Linked DNA regions of Mus musculus: region 1 is linked to region 2. The links are chromatin contacts, called in public promoter capture Hi-C maps. All regions are on one chromosome and are shown on one strand. The core of a region is the stretch at or near the end of the contact, and the rest is flanking DNA. Distances in the headings are between cores, read along the strand shown. Region 1 holds the start of Zfp418 (zinc finger protein 418). Region 2 holds the start of Usp29 (ubiquitin specific peptidase 29).

What was found. Promoter capture Hi-C pulls out the DNA fragments that hold promoters and counts their contacts.
Region 1: a promoter capture Hi-C map of hippocampal neurons shows a contact between it and region 2, with 2.1 times the contacts expected there. The contact joins the promoter of Zfp418 here to the promoter of Usp29 in region 2. A contact is called at or near these places in 5 of 39 promoter capture datasets (cranial neural crest, embryonic stem cells, hippocampal neurons and 1 more), 1 of 484 Hi-C or Micro-C datasets (embryonic stem cells) and 2 of 115 datasets of contacts at active chromatin or transcription factors (craniofacial prominence and embryonic stem cells).

The regions. Positions count from the first base shown.
Region 1 is chr7:7,169,497-7,172,969 of GRCm38.p6, forward strand. Zfp418 (zinc finger protein 418) reads left to right here and starts at 1,857. Exons shown (of 4, transcript NM_146179.2): 1 at 1,857-2,062; 2 at 2,641-2,679. The coding sequence starts at 2,036.
Region 2 is chr7:6,729,059-6,732,573 of GRCm38.p6, forward strand. Usp29 (ubiquitin specific peptidase 29) reads left to right here and starts at 1,525. Exons shown (of 8, transcript NM_001360502.1): 1 at 1,525-2,244. It overlaps Peg3 (paternally expressed 3), which reads right to left and starts at 1,361. Exons shown (of 9, transcript NM_008817.2): 1 at 1,200-1,361.

The DNA.
Region 1 (3,473 bases), core at 607-3,106, 440 kb after region 2:
GGTGCACAGACATCTGGTGTTCAGACTTGCCTCCTGGCAGAAGGTGAAGCCCTGAAATGGGACCTGTCCCAGAAGCTGTTATCTTCTGTAGTCCACACTCTCACCTGTGCAGACTAGTCTCAGTGGAGTCTGGGAACCAAAACCTTTACTTTCTCTTTAAAAGGTGATTTAGTGAATACATAACCTGTGCAAGATATCAGATCTCCATTACCACCCCCCTACATACACACACATCCACACCCATACATCATCCAATGAAACTTTTCTTTGATGAGGCTCTTGAAGTCAACTTAGAAAAAGCACTCCCTTGGAAGTGCTTTTCTGAAGTCCCTTGTCTGGAGTTGAGCTGCTCCCTTCTCAAGTTCTGTGATGAAGAGGGTGTCAAGTCCCAGAGAAACAAGGGGCTATAAGAATACTATTGTCTGCTTGGCCTCTAGTCTCAGCCAGTACCTTTTGCTCCTGTAGGCACTTCTCACTCTGCACCCTACGCTAACCCAGGGACCTCCCTTAAGTTCCCTCAATTTCTCTTTCCTCAGCCACAGGATCTCTTGGCTTACTCTTGCCTCTCTTGATCAGCTTGCTCCTACCCCCTACCCCTTCTCTGTCTCTGTCTCTGTCTCTGTCTCTGTCTCTGTCTCTTCTCTTCACTTCTTCCCTTGAATTCTCTCTCTCTCTTGGTCTGTCTGAATCTTTCTAGATGCCTCAGTCTATACTCTCCCTTACATCTACAATAAAAATTTCCTCTTCCACCATACCCTGGAGCTATTGTGTCTTAATTTTCATTCAGAGGGAAAAGCAAAACAGCCTGAATGTTAAATTGTGTGTCCTTCAGAACAGGTATAAAGTGAACATTTCTAACAAAATTTACTACTGTTTCTCCTAGGATATAAAAATCTCTGTAATGTGCCCAGAGTGATGGCCCATGCCTTTAATTCCAGCACTCCAGAGACAGGAGGATCCCTATGAGTTAGGGAACAGCGTAGTTTACATAGTGAGTTCCAGGCCAGCCAGGCTTATGAAGTGATGCCTTGTCTTAAAACAAAGAAACAAATAATACATTAATAAGTTATTGTATTGAAAAAGAACAATTCAGCCATAGGAAGCTCATGCCTGGGGAGAAAGCTCAGTCAGGAACTCCGTCATTGCCTCACCTTGCCCTCCCCACCCTGTTAGCTTCTGCTAGTGCTGTGAATACCTGATTGGATGATGTTGTCCCTTTATGGTGCTCCTTGTTCTTTCCTGAAGTTACCTGATAGGACATTGTTCTGCGGGGGATCTCCCCCATTAGGACTCACAGATGGCTGCCTTGTTTGGTTTTTGCTGGATATTTTCTCCCAACTAGATGTTTTGGTATTTCTTTCTTCATATTTATTCTTCAATTTGGCTTACTCTATATTTAACTCACTCATTCTAAATGCAGAGTGGCTTACAAAACCTCTCAAGAGAGGCTCGAAAAGTTTTTCCTGTCTGCTGTTTTAACTTTCAAAATTTGGGCTAAATTATCTCTATTTAAAACATGCTACAGTGTGTCGAATATCTTTCCATAAGTAGCAACATATTTCTTCACTAAGCATGGTCAGAGATGTGTCAGCATTGCATCTGGAGTGTTTTCCTTTATAAATACATATAGGTTCCCCCAAATAAAATCCCAAATAAAATCCCCACTCTTCCTTTACTGCAGAAATATTCTGAAACAAATTAAGATCATTGTGAGGATGGATTATGGGCTGCTGTTGGTTCAAGCCTGAGCAGTAGGAACTACATTACCCACAATGCCAAGAGCAGAGTAGCAAACTGCTGAGCCAAAGAGGGCAGTTTCTGCCTGGGAAGGTCGACAGACATTGGGCGGTACTTCCTGCATTTTGTCCTGTCTTTGGTTTAACTGTCCATGGGTTGGTATTTGGAGGATTCTGAGCTTTAAAATCAGCAAGTTAGACTAAAGGTACGAGAGCGAACAGGCACTGGGTGTCGGCCAAGCAGACCATCATCAGCCGCGGCGGCCGTGCACCGGCCCCTGCGTACTCTACAGAGCCGGATGGCGGCGCTGAAGCACCTGGCTCAGGTAAGTGCCACATACTAGGCGCTCCCTCTCCCTAGATACTTTGAGTCCTAGAGCCCCTTGAGGACTCCCGCTCAGCTCACATCCTTATGAAAAACTTAATCCCTGTGTCCAGAACAGTGCCAAGCTCGTGGATGGGATCCGCATTTCTCGTAACTAGTCTGATGAGGCATGGAAGAGTGGGACCAAGAGAAGAGTGATTGACTGATTTGTGTGGGCAGTATCACGTTTGGCCACTTTAACCGGGAGCATTCCAGCCTAAAAAAACGGCAAGGTGAGGTGCATTAACTATGCCCTCACTACGGAGGAGCCAGCGGGACTGAATGGAAGATAAATGTAGCTAGAGGTTATTCAAAATATTCCAAAAGCTGCACAGAGTTAGAGCGGGCTGGAAGAGAATAATATGGAGCCCTCAGGAGAATAAAGCTTTGTGCAACATCCCGCAGCTGCTATGACTCAGCACTATGCATAGTTTAGAGATAATTTAGATATAAAAGGTTATGAAGATTCAGGACTGGACAGGGGTCCAGGTCCATGAAAACTTACCATGGTCTTTGATTCTTACAACTTTCTTCCCACAGGTTCCCAGATCTACAGAAAAGGGTATGGTCTGTATACAGGTGAGTGTGGGGTGTTCTAGTAAGTTCACCAGTGTGGCCACACTTCTTGCCTCACGTTGGTAGTGGAATTCATTTTTGTGGGGGTTCTTAAGAATGGAATGTAACATTTAGCATGGAGGCATATCCCTGGAGTCTGAACACTAGAGAGGACCAAGGCACGTTCAAAGCCAGCCTGGGATACATGGTGAGACCCTAAGAAAGAATGAGTGATTGATAAGATAGCTCAGTTGGTAAAGGCACTTGCTACCAAGCCTGAGTACTTAAGTCAGTCCCCAGAACCTACATGATAAAGGGAGAGAACTGATTCCTGAAAATTGTGCCCTGCTTTTCTACTTGTACACTCACATACATATGCATACTGGGAGAAAATAAATAAATAAATAAATAAATAAATAAATAAATAAATAAATACAAAAAGAGGGAGACTGAGATTTCAAAACCCAGTAGTATAGTGGGAATGTCAGCCGCTGGCTAGTCACACAGATCTACAACTCTGGGGAAAATTAAGCATGGAGACATCCTGATTGCTGAAGGCTGCTGTTTATCCTTGAATACGGGTGGATTAGGAAACAGAATCAGCTTTATTTTATTATTTTAATACTTTTAAAATGTTATCCCCCTTCCCAGTTTCCCCTCCACAAACCCCCTATCCTATCCCCCTCCTCTCTGCTTCTGTGAGGGAGCTCTCCCACCTCACTGCCTTAGCATTCACCTGCTCTGGGACATCAAGCCTCCATAGAACCAAGGATGCCATTGATGCCAAATAAGGCCATCCTCTGCTACATATCCAGCTG
Region 2 (3,515 bases), core at 275-2,774:
CTCAGGACGATAGCCTCTCCCTCCAGACAACCGGGCGACACTTTTTAACTCTTCATAAACCCCACAGTGCTCCTCATAAATGGAGCCAGATACAGTCCAGGGTCAAAAGACCCGTCACTTGATGTCAATTTGAGGCTCTGCAACCAAAATCTAGCCACAGAAAAATGGATTGTTTGAGCCTGCCGTTCCATCCTTTAAATGGAAGGCCGCGAGATGGCAGCATTCGTGCGGCAAACTAAGACTGAGTGAGGGTCTAGGCCACTCGGCCAGTCAGATAAGCCGACAACTGGGGTGCATCTTTACTGCCAACTAGCAAAGGAAGAGCCAGAGGAGCTAGCACCCCATAGACTCAAGCCACTTCGGCCTTTTAGTCTCTTTATCTGATGCTAAAGCGGCGCCTGCGCGGCAAATCCGCGGTCATTTCAAGATGGCGCCAAGCGGGCTGGGCCTGCTGAGTCCGCCATGGCCCCGCCCCCACCATAGGCAGCCAATCAGGATAAGCCTGTGCAGCAAACCTGTCTCCACCCTCCAAGATGGCGCCAACTGGGTGGAGCCGAAAAGTATCTCACAGCTTCTGCTTTAGTCCCGCCCCTAAGCTGCCCTCAGCCCCGCCCACCGCCACTGCGGCAAAACAAGACCCGCCCCCAAGAACAGTGCCGCGCTTAGCGGTAGATGGCTAGATTGCGAAGACCCTGCCAGCCAGACGACCTGGCGATCGGGTTAACCGCATAGCCCTTAGACTTTGCTGAGCAAAGAAAATGAAACCACAGAAGAGGTTGCTCAGAGACGGCACTCTGATGTCCACTGTGGTGGTCTTGTAACAGGACTTCTGCATCATCTGCGTGGCTGGCCACGCAGATGAGACAGGGAGCCTGGATTCTCCCGGGATTCTGGGTGGTTCACACCTAAAGCCCTAAGACCCTAAGATCGCGGGACCCTGAGGCTCCGAGGCCTGGACCTATAGAATACCTCTTTAAATCCCTGTCACCTAAATGGCATCCCTGCGGCAACACGGCCGCTCCGTGGTGATTCCCCCTTCCCGAAGGCGCAGTCTGCAGCCTTGTCAGTTACCCTTGGGAGCCGTGATATGGTCTGCCGCCCCTGGCCCGCGGCAACGCACCCCAAACACCATCTGAACTCTGCAGACGGTATCTAAGAGGGTGCATGCTGCAGAGCAGCCAGGTGGCCGGCTGACTCACCTCCCGGAGCACAGCACTCTACGCACACACCCCGACCAGGGTCGGCAGTCTAGTGCACCCACACTGAACCGGGCGCCCGGCGGCGCCACCAGCCCAGGGTGGACATCTCTCCGCTTCTCCTCCGATGCTCGTCCTCCCGCGACTCCTGACTCCCCAGCGTCTGCAGCAAGGGCTGCGGGACACCTCCTTGTCAGGGTCCTCTGCAGAGGCGGAGCTTCCTCTCTAACCAATCCAAGACCCCATTCCCCGCTTTGGGCCCTCACCACGCCTCCCACACCCTGCCAATCAGACTGCTGTTGTCAAGGCAACAGCTTGGCGCCAAGGCACGGAGTTGACGTCAACGGAGTCAGTGTTAGGGGCCCCCAAGCAGAGTCTGGAAAAGGGGGATGGGATGTGGGTGTGAAGGGATGCAGCCCCCCCAAAAGAAATCGGGGTGAATCAGAAATACCTACTAATGATGCCCCAATGCAAAACCTGAGAAGAGAGAGAGGGAAAAACGACAAGCATATATTTGTCTAAAATCGGGAAAAAAGAAAAACCATGAAAAATCGAGACAGAAACACATACGTTGAGGTCTAACCACGAACGATAAAGGTGGAAGAAAGGACTTTTCTGCCTGCAACACCCAAGCACTAAGCTAATTTCCTTAATAAACGAAGAGCTATTGGAAACCAACAAGGGAAGGACAAAAGCAAAGCAAAAAAGGGGGCAAAAGAGACCGCAAGTCACAGGACAATGCAAATGGCTGGAAGAATCTTGACCTGACTGTCTGCATAGCGAAACGCCAACCTGAGATACCGGGTGAAGGCGGTTTATGGCAGCGCGCTGAATCGCATGTGGTCAACCATCATTGCGTGAATCCACTGCATAGAATAGCAAGAAATTGCGAGGAGAGCAAGCAGGTAGATTACCAAGCCTGCCTCTGATAGAAGACATTCCTATGTCACCAGGAAAAATAACGGAGGTATCGCTGCCATAAAGGACCTGGATCGGAATAGATCCCAATGAAATAAAACCCGTTGCCGAAGTTTGTAGAAACGAAATGGTAAGTGGTTTTTTTTTTCTTTCTCTCTTTCTTTCTCTCTCATTTATTTCTTTGTTAAAAAATATACAAATGTGGGCAAAGCTTCTGGAACAATTTGCAAAAAAAAAATTTTTAACTGGTTACCTCTAGGAAAAGGAATGGGGGAGGGGAGAACAGACTACAGAAAGATGATTTTGGCTTTATTCTCTGTGCCCATGAATTTCCTTGGCAGATAAATGGTATTTCTTCCCTGGCAGTAAAATCGATGAATTATTAAAAGTTTGTTAATGTACTATTGATGGAACCATTTCACTGCCAAGAAATTTAAGGGAATAAGCACAGGTGTGTGAAAGACTAATTACAGGGGTATTTACGGAGCATCTTTTCTTATGACTAAGAATGTACTCTGCAGAACAGATTTGAATTCCAGTAAATCCACAAATTGTATTTTTGTGTGTCTGCTAAAACTCCGGGTTGTATTTTTTATTAGACACGTAAAATGCACTGTTTTAATTTTAAAGGAAAAAATGCAAGACCGTGGTCCATGGGTTAAAAGCGATTTTACCTAAGAGCATAGCTAATCTGATACCTCGGATTCAGTTTTATATTTATACTGAAAGACTTAGCCGTGCTTGCTTGCTTGCTTGCTTGCTTGCTAGATGATAGTGAAGTGGTGGGTTTATGGATAGGGTATGCAGTTTTAATTCCCCAGTCCTGAGATGGGGTTTCTCACCTCACACAGATTCATAAGCATAAAACATGAATGAACAAGGCATACCGCGCAAGTGAATGTAACACTATGCTTAGGTCTTTGACTATTCATTCTGCTCCCCGGGAGAGCTGTTTAAACAATGCCTATGCTTAGGACCCCCACAGTGATTGATTTTGGAGGCACCCCCCCCCCAAAATCTTGTTAAAGTCTTTGGGGGGTGTTAATTTAACATACTCAAAAGGACTGGACCCTCTCTATTTGCAAAACCAGTTTATCTCTAGGTCCTGGCTCATCAGCTCTCTGGGAAGTCAGTAGGCTGTAAGAGCTCCCGCAGAGATAAGATCTCCCCTTTGCCTCAGTATTTTCCATGCTTACTATCGCTCCAAACTGTACACAGTCTCTTTTCACCCACTCCACAGCCTCACTACATGTCTTTGGCTCATATACGTGTCATGAAGACTTCTCTTTCATTTCCCTGGAATTGTATGACAATTTCACCAACTCTCTTGATGCTTAAGCTGGCAATGAGATTGAACATCTGAAATGCAACAGTAACAACAACCTGTCTATTGTCTCTCAT